Regions from separate parts of the Sus scrofa genome. Here regions 1 and 2 are each linked to region 3. The links are chromatin contacts, called in public Hi-C and HiChIP or PLAC-seq maps. All regions are on one chromosome and are shown on one strand. Each heading gives the region's core, a stretch centred on a gene start, on an enhancer-like site or on the middle of the called end of the contact. The rest is flanking DNA. Distances are from core to core; before and after follow the strand shown. Region 1 holds the start of ZNF362 (zinc finger protein 362). Region 2 overlaps A3GALT2 (alpha-1,3-galactosyltransferase 2). Region 3 holds the start of ZSCAN20 (zinc finger and SCAN domain-containing protein 20).

Region 1 (2,700 bases), core at 111-2,610, 220 kb before region 3:
TGCCAGATTGGAAACTCCGGGAGGACAGGCACTGTGTCCAATTTTCCCACGGCTGTGTTTCCAGCCAACCAGGACAGCATCTGATAGTAGGTCCTTAACCACTCTTTACTGAATTGGAAAATGTTTCCTGGAGGAAGGCAAACACTGGCGGGTGATTGTTTTTGTGCGTCCTTCCCCTGGGGCCTGGGTGCTCCCTGAGGGCAGAGCCAGCCTGGATTCATCCTGGCCGAGGGGCTGGGTGGCAGTGTCACAGGAGGTCTGAGCCTGGTGAAAGGACCAAGGGGACTGGCTGTCTCCTCAGGTAGAAGTGAAGTTTGGAAGCTGCCACAGCCCGGGAGGCCGAATTGGGAGGACTTGGTGACTGATTGGCTGGGGAGGGTGAGGCGGGAGGAGGAGTCACACACAGATGGCTCTGAGGTCTGGAGCTGGGGGACAGCCGTTGCCACCTCTGATAGACTCGACGAGGAGAACCGCTGGCAGCCTCGGGAGGCCCCACCCTTTGGGGGCTTGGGCCTAGGGCCAGGGAGGGCCGGGGCTTATGGAGGGAGGGTGGCTTGGCCTTTACAAACTTCTGCCCCTCATCCCCGAGTCCTCGTCTTAAAAAAAAAAAAAAAAAAAAAAAAAAAAAATCTCGGCCTGGATTTTGAGCACGATCGTTGGTTATCAGGTGCGGAGGGGGCATCCTGGGGACACCCTCCCGCCTGCCATCTGCAAGGGAGACCCCCAGGGACAGCCTGGCCCCGGGCGCGCTCGGCCTGGTCGGGGCCGCGGCCCGCCAAGCCCAAGTCCCCAGCCCGCCATCGCCGGGAAGGGGGCGGCGAGGCGGCGGCGGCCCGGCCTGGGCGGGACAATGGCTGCGGCCGCCGGGGCCCCGGGAGCCCCCGCGCTGGGGAAGGGGCTGGCCTAGGGCCGGGCGCCGGTGCCCTCCCCGCGCGGCTCGGGCGGGCGGAGGGGGGCGAGGAGTTCCTTTGTGGCTCAGCCTCCGGCGCGGCGCGGGCGGGGGCGCCGCGCAACTTTGCGAGGCGGCGGCGGCGAGCGAGAGACGAGGCCCCGGGGCCTGAGCGGGGCCCCCAGTGCGCGGCCCGCCCCCGCCCCCCGCCCGGCCCCCTCCCCTCGCGCGCCGTCGCCCGCGCCCGGCGCTGCCCACTCGCGGGAGCCCCCGGGGCCGGACGAGCTGCGCAGCCGGAGAGGCGGGGGCCCGACGCGGGCCCCCCCCCTCCCGGAGCCGGGCGCCTGGCGCGGGGGCTCGCCGAGCGCACGGGGGGCCGCGCGGCGCTGCAGACCCAGCCTCCTACTGCCGCCGCCGCCGCCGCCGCCTCGGCGCTTGCAGAACCCAGAAGTGAACAGCAGGCGACCCGGAAGGTTTGCGCGCCGCTCCGCACCGAGCCGGAGCCAGAGCCCGGAGCCGGAGCCCCAGCCCGGCCCTGCTCGGGCCGCCGGGCGCGGGGCTGCGGCCGCGTCCCGGAGCCGCCGCCAGCACAGCCAGGTCCGTGCGGGCCCGGGGCGCGGGGAGTGGGCCCGGCGGCGGCGGGCGCCCGCCCGCGGGAAAGTTGCGCCGAGTTGCGGGCGGGGGGCCGGCCGGGGCGCGGGCGCTGTCAGCGCGGGCCGGGGCGTTCCGAGGGCCCGGGGCTGCCTGCGCCGCGGGCCCGGCCCGGAGCGGCGGCGGCGGCGGCGGCGGCGCGCGGGGTAGGAAGTGTCTCCGGCGGCGTGTCTGGTCTGCTCTCCGAGTGTGCGTGTGTGTGTTTGTACGTGTGTGTATGTGTGTGTGTGTGCGCGCGCGTGTGTGTGTGTGTGTTTTCTTAAGCCGGGCTATTCAAACCTGCTGCAATTCTCCGGTAAACAATGATTCATGGGGCTTAATGCAAATAAACGGATTGCAAACGGCGCGGTTCGCGCACTTTGCAGCCGGCCCGGTGGAACGGCCAGTGCCGGATTTCTCCCTTTTTTTGCAGATCTGCAGAATATGGCGTCCCTGTCCTGTTTTAAAAATAAGCCAGGCTGCCATTTTTGTTTTTCTTTTGTCTGAAAATTTTAATAAAACTGTCTGAGAATGTGGGAGAGGCGGCTGGAGGCAGAGGGGGCACCCGAAGGGTTGGCTTTTTTCCTTTTCTTTGGCAAGAGCCGAGAGCCTTGCGGGGAGGTGAGACACAATGCAATTGCACTTTAAAGAAAAAAAAAAAGGAAGCCGCTGGGCGATTTAGGGGGAAGGGTTGGGAATTTAAAGTTAACTCTGAAAGTTTTCTTTTTTTTTTCTTCTTTTTTTTTTTTAGCTTTTTTTCTTTCTTTTTCTTCTTCTTCTCCTTTTTCTTTTCTTTCTTTTTTTTCTTTTCTTTTTTTTTTTTTTAAGGCAGCGAAATGCCGCGAAAGGATCTCGGGAGCATCTCCTCCCCCAGCCAGATGCCTTTGCGGGGTTTTGGGGAAAAAGTTAACTGCCGATTTCCTCAGAGCTGCGGGGGGCGGGGGGGGGTGTGGAGGGATGGGAACGGGGGTTTTGGGGGAACAGGAAATGTCTTCTGGAAGGGACGGTGTAAGATGGCATTGTAAGGAACTAGATTCTCAGATTTGGAGGGGAAGGTTGGCAGTAAGGGCTCTGAGTGGGCCTTGGCTTTCCAGCTAAGACCCTCGGCATGAGGAAATAATCCTGCTCTCCCCCTCCCTGCCCTAGAGCAGTGAGAAACCCTCAGAGCTCTGTGTATGTGA
Region 2 (2,700 bases), core at 109-2,608, 170 kb before region 3:
GCAAGCCACGAACTTGCTGGGGAAGGGGCAGGCAAGGAGAGGGAGAAGGCGAATTAGTTTTTGGAGCAGCACAACCCCTGCAAGGAAGGTGACTGGCATCCCCACTGTACGTTGAGAAAACTGAAACGCAGCAAAGGTAAGGACTCTTCCTTTCCACAGCCACGGGGAGTCAGAAGAGGAGCAGATTCCCGTCCAGATCTCAGCGGCCTGCGCGCAAGTCTTGGCTGGCTCAGGGGTCCGTGTGTGGCCTGTGGTGAATGATGCAGGGTAAGGTGGAGAATATTCTCCCATTAGAGGAAGGGGTGTGCCAGCTCACAGTTATCAAGCGATAACCTGTTCTTAGGCACACCTGGCCTGTTCCTAGCTCTAACCCGGAGTCCAAAAGGCCTTCTGGGTTCTGCTAGTTTAGGCAGGAGACCCTGGGACCTTGGAACTGCTTCTGAAAGGAGAGTTATCTCTTCTCTCACCTCATCAACAACTGGAACGTGTTTTAAAATTGTTCACTTGTGAAAACCATCAGAGCTGGCTTATAGCCAGAATTGCTCTCCTACCTGAAAACAGGGGAGGCTGTTAAAAATGCAAGGTCTGTGCCTCAGCGGAAACGAATCTAACTAGTATTCATGAGGATGCAGGTTCAATCCCCGGCCTTGCTCAGTGGGTTAAGGATCTGGCGCTGCTGTGAGCAGTAGTGTAGGTCGCAGGCACGGCTCAGATTCCATGGTTGCTGTGGCTGTGGTGTAGGCCCGCAGCTGCAGGTCTGATTCAAACCCCTAGCCTGGTAACCTCCCTATGCCATGGGTTTAGCCCTAAAAAGACAAATTAAAAAAAAAAAAAATCAAGGTCTATGACAACACTACCTAAATGGTTCAAAAGACCCAGAGGGAAGGCCCACCCTCTCATTTCCCCAACTGTCAGACAATCTCAGGGGCAGGCTTCCAGCAGATAATGTCCTTGTCCCCACAGCTATTTCCTGGAGGGAACCACCTTTCCTGGAGGGCCTCATGACTTCACGCTCCTACTCAGACGTGTGTTTTTCCCTACTGAGGATGAAGAGTCTGGACAGCAAGCATGGGTGAGAACACTGATCTCCCAGACACTGTGGCCAAACAGCCATATGGGACCCGTGGCCGGGAAATGTCTTCTTTGTGGACTTTTGACTCTCTAGGAGAAAGGGCCATAAGGGCACTTTGGAATAATGTAGTTTATTATAATATTACTTAACTATGTACCAACGGTGTAGAGAGCGGGGGAGGTTAACCAGCAAAGTCAGGGAACCGGATGCCACTGAGTTTCTTCATCTGGGGCTTGTGCCTAGAAGCAGATGTATTTGGCCTGAGGGTCAGTCTTGCTCTCCAGCTGCTGACCTCACAGGCTGACTCATAGATCCTCTGGGTCCTCGGGCCATCATGTTCCCTTTTGGCGCCTCAGTACCATATAAAGCGTAGGGGATATGGGGAAGGGGCTAAAACATCTCTTCAGAGGGCCTCCGCTGAACTCAGTAAGGTCAGAGGTGAAAGGTCTCCAGGCAGCTGGAGGTGCCCGGGTCTCGATGGAAAGGGATGGCTCATCCTCCTCCGGGAGCCACGTCCCAAAGGCCCAGCCTCCTGCAGCCATGCCGCAGCGGGGGAGGCGTTCACGCAGTCTCCCCCCACCCCCAGTGCCCCGCTGCTTCCAGAAGGGCCCCCACCGGCATTGCTAGCTTTGCAGCAGGGCATACTCCTTGGGCGCCCAGAGCAGGCGCGGGCAGTGGATCTCAGCCCAGCGGCCAAGATCGGGGCTCCAGCAAAACTCAGGCGACAGCAGCTTGGTGGGCTTGTGCAGCCAGAAGAACTTATTGAGGTGGCTCTTGTCGTGCCAGCGCGCCTCCAGGCCGCGCGAGCGGTCCCGCCGCAGGCCCCGGGCGCAGTGCGCCGTCAGACGCCGCAGCGCGGCCACGCTGCCCCCGAACACGGCCGCATGGTAGTAGAGGTCGCCCTCGCCCGGGCCCAGCACGGCGGCCGAGCGCGTGTCACGCTCAAAGGGCAGCAGCCACCGCGGCCAGCGGTAGTGCCAGGCGTGCAGCTGCGCCACCGACTCGGCCAGCGCCTCGGGCCCGAAGGCGCCACTGAAGTGCTGATCCACGTCCATGCAGAACACGAAGCACGCCCCGTGGCCCAGGCGCCCCCCGAGCGCCGGGTGCAGCGCGCGCATGCGCGCCATGGACACGTCCTGCCAGCGCCGCTCACGCGCCAAGTGCTCCACCCGTAGCCCACGGTCGGGGCCCAGCAGCAGGCGGGGCATGGCTGCAGGGCGCTCGGTGAACACGTAGTACACGACGCACTGGCCCACCATGAAGTGCTGCTCTGCTGTCTCCAGGAAGTGTGCCAGGTACTTCTCCAGGTACCTGCGGAGCGGGCCGTCCGAGTCAGCTGGTCACTGCGCCCTTCCCAGCCGTCCCCATGTCCGTTCTGGTGACCCTGCGACCCCAGGCCCAGGAACTCCGGAAAGGGCAGTCCCCGTTGGAGGCAAATTAAAATTAATTGCCAATTGGAGTTCCTTGGTGGCTCAGCAAGTTAAGGATCTGGCGTTGTTACTACTGTGGCTTGGGTCACGGGTTTGATCCCTGGCCTGGGTTGGAATCCTGGCCCAAGAACTTCCTCATGCGGAAGGTGTGGTAAATAATAATCATAACAATTGTCCATTGTTTGCCAGCCCTGCCCC
Region 3 (2,700 bases), core at 123-2,622:
TCCATACTGTTGATTTCCCCAAAGTCTCCTAACTATTAGTAGAAATAGTAATAGCTAATGATGATTAAATTCCTTCTGCCAGATACAAGCTCAAGCTCTTTACATATTTTCCCCCACTTATTCCTCTAGCAAACTTTATCAGGTAGATGCCATAATTATAATTCCCATTTTACAGATAAGAAAATTGAGGCATAAAGAGGTTAAGTAATTCGCCTAAGGTTTACAACTAGTGAGTGGAAAGGCCTATATCCGGCATTTAAAAGTTGAGGTTTCAGACACAAGCAGCTTGACTTCAGAGACCATACCTAACCTGCATTATCTCATTTAATCTTTGCAACACCTTGCAGTGTGGTTCTGTTACATCACCTGTATTTTATGGAAGAGAAAACTGAAGACAAAAGAGATGCAGTAATTTGTTCAGCACCACATAGCTATGAAGTCATTGGGCTGGGATGTGGATCAGTGCCTGACTACAAAACCCACTCTTCAAACTCGGATTGCTCATACCCTAGAATATTCACAGTGGAACAAAGCAACTGCATGTCTATTAAAATCATTCTGATTATTATTATTCTAATAATGACTAACAGTCTTCCAACACCCACGAAGTGCCAAGTTCTGTACTAACTGATTTACATAATAATAGCTAATATTCGCTGTGTATTATTAAGACCCAGGTCTTTTTTTTTCTTTTTGTCTTTTTAGGGCCACACCCAGGCTAGGTGTCTAATCGGAGCTATAGCTGCCGGCCTACGCCAGAGCCACAGCAACTGCCATAGCCGAGCCACGTCTGCGACCTACACCACAGCTCACAGCCACGCAGGATCCTTAACCCACTGAGCGCAGCCAGGGATGGAACCCGCAACCTCATGGTTCCTAGTCGGATTCGTTTCCGCTGCGCCACTAAGGGAACTCCAGGACCCAGGTCTTGAGCTAATCGTTCCAGATATATTAGCCCAAGGAAGTCTCGGATGCTATTATTATTCTCACTTCACAGGTGAAGAAAGCGAGGTTCACACTAGATCCAAAGTCATGCTGCTTAAATTTGAATTGACAATTCCCGCCCACCAGTCTGGTCACCTCTAAACACCGTCTCTCCTTATTTCTCGTTTCTGCTTTCCTCTCTTCGGGGCCGGCTCTCATTTCACCCTTTCAATAGACTCCGCCCCTTCGGTTGAATGCCCGCCCACTGGGCGGTGCCATTATCCTGCAGCCTGTGGAAAGGACCGGGATCACAACAGGCCCCGCCCCCATGCGTAAACGCTGTTCGGATTTGTTCCGGTGCGGGGCTGGAGAAGATGACGCATCTATTGGCTGACGACGTCTGAAAGGTCGCAAGCGGAGGGGGCCGCCCACACGCGCTCGCGCGGTTCCTTCTGGGAGTTATAGTCGCCGACGCTCCATTCCCGGGGTGGCGCCGTTCGGGACTCCGCGTCCCAGCATTCTCTGCGCGAGCCCTGGAGCACTTCCGCCCTGTTGTGAAGTGGGTGTCTCGGTGGGTGAGTCCGGGTGGCGGGGCGGGGGCAGCTGAGACTCAAGGCTCTGGGCTGGAGACTTAGGAGGTGGTGGTGTCGCAGGGGGCCGGGGAAGGTTAGAGGGGAGAAAGAAGCTTTTGTGTGGGGTCGGGGGTGAGGGGCGGTCAGAGGATGAAGCGTCCGGTGATGGAAAGGGTCACACAAGGGTCGGGGACTAGGAGGGAGATAGAAGGCCCTGAGCGTGAAGAGGTTCTTAAGAAAGGATTGTAGCTGAGGGAAATGGGAGAAGTTCTGAAGGTGGAAGCGTCTAGAGACCTCATAGGGAAGGATAGGAGGGTTCCTGGGCCCTGGCAAGAAGTGAAGATAAGAGGGCCTGAGATTAAAGCCTGACCTTAAAATAGTGTTCCAGCCTCTCCCTGCTCATCTAAGACAAACATACTAGATTTGCTAACCCCTTACACTTTCTCTCCTGGTGGTGACCTCTGGAACCCAGTGGGTGGGACTGGCTGTGGTGTTCAGCTCCAAACCTGCACCTCTTTCCTTCTGCCAGGTGGAATTGAATGGTACCAACATCCACTTTACCCAGGTGTATTCTGATTCTTCTTGCATTCTTCCCTATTCTGGGATCTTAAAATCTTTCAATTTCCTTAACATCTGGCGACATTTCCTTGTCAGGGATTTTGCTGAAGCCTACCCCTTTTCACCTTCTTAGCTTGAACAAACACATTATAGCCACAAATCAGATGAGACCTTCTATTTAAAAACCTTCATTAACTCCCATAACCTATGGAATTAAACCCAAACACCTTAGCCTGACATTCAAGACCCTTCATGAACACCCTTTACAGCCTAATCTTGATGCTCTCAAGGTACCTATCTTGGGGAGGTTGTTTGGTCCCTCACCATTATACATGCTGTTCTTTCTGCTTAGAATATACACCTTCCTCCCAACCCCCATTCTGTCAAGAGAACCAGTCTTTCTTCTAGAACCAACTCAGCTGTTACTTGGTTCATTTAAGTCACCCCCTACTCTGGCTACCACAGACCTCTTTTACTCTATTTACCATATTTGATCATAATTATCTGTGGGTTTTTCGTTGCTGTTGGTTTTTTGTTTCTTCTACTATACTATGAGCATCTCTGGGACAGGAACAGTTTCTGAGGCACTTCCATATCCCCACTGCCCAGCTAGAATAGTAAGTACTTGATGTAAATCAGTAAATAC

What was found. Hi-C and Micro-C count contacts between places; a contact is called where the count stands out from the background. HiChIP or PLAC-seq counts read pairs in DNA pulled down with a chosen protein or histone mark.
Region 1: an H3K27ac HiChIP or PLAC-seq map of alveolar macrophages shows a contact between it and region 3. The contact joins the promoter of ZNF362 here to the promoter of ZSCAN20 in region 3. A contact is called at or near these places in 1 of 5 promoter capture datasets (liver) and 1 of 2 datasets of contacts at active chromatin or transcription factors (alveolar macrophages).
Region 2: a contact with region 3 is called in a Hi-C map of embryonic fibroblasts, with 2.0 times the contacts expected there. The contact joins the enhancer-like site here to the promoter of ZSCAN20 in region 3. A contact is called at or near these places in 2 of 5 promoter capture datasets (fetal liver and liver), 15 of 47 Hi-C or Micro-C datasets (brain, embryonic fibroblasts, epiblast stem cells and 8 more) and 2 of 2 datasets of contacts at active chromatin or transcription factors (alveolar macrophages and skeletal muscle).

What each region holds. Positions count from the first base shown.
Region 1 is chr6:89,512,466-89,515,165 of Sscrofa11.1, forward strand. ZNF362 (zinc finger protein 362) reads left to right here and starts at 1,361. Exons shown (of 9, transcript XM_021095853.1): 1 at 1,361-1,486.
Region 2 is chr6:89,556,728-89,559,427 of Sscrofa11.1, forward strand. A3GALT2 (alpha-1,3-galactosyltransferase 2) reads right to left here. Exons shown (of 5, transcript XM_021095855.1): 5 at 765-2,383. The coding sequence ends at 1,696. Among named protein-coding and RNA genes, the nearest start is that of A3GALT2, 4.8 kb to the right of the region's middle. Within about 2 kb of position 1,359, at least 18 of the 83 cell types and tissues checked have an H3K27ac peak or open chromatin away from gene starts, as enhancers often do. A contact at or near this core is called in alveolar macrophages, embryonic fibroblasts, retroperitoneal adipose tissue and 2 more, where this site is marked.
Region 3 is chr6:89,731,194-89,733,893 of Sscrofa11.1, forward strand. It overlaps ZSCAN20 (zinc finger and SCAN domain-containing protein 20), which reads left to right and starts at 1,373. Exons shown (of 8, transcript XM_021095857.1): 1 at 1,373-1,495.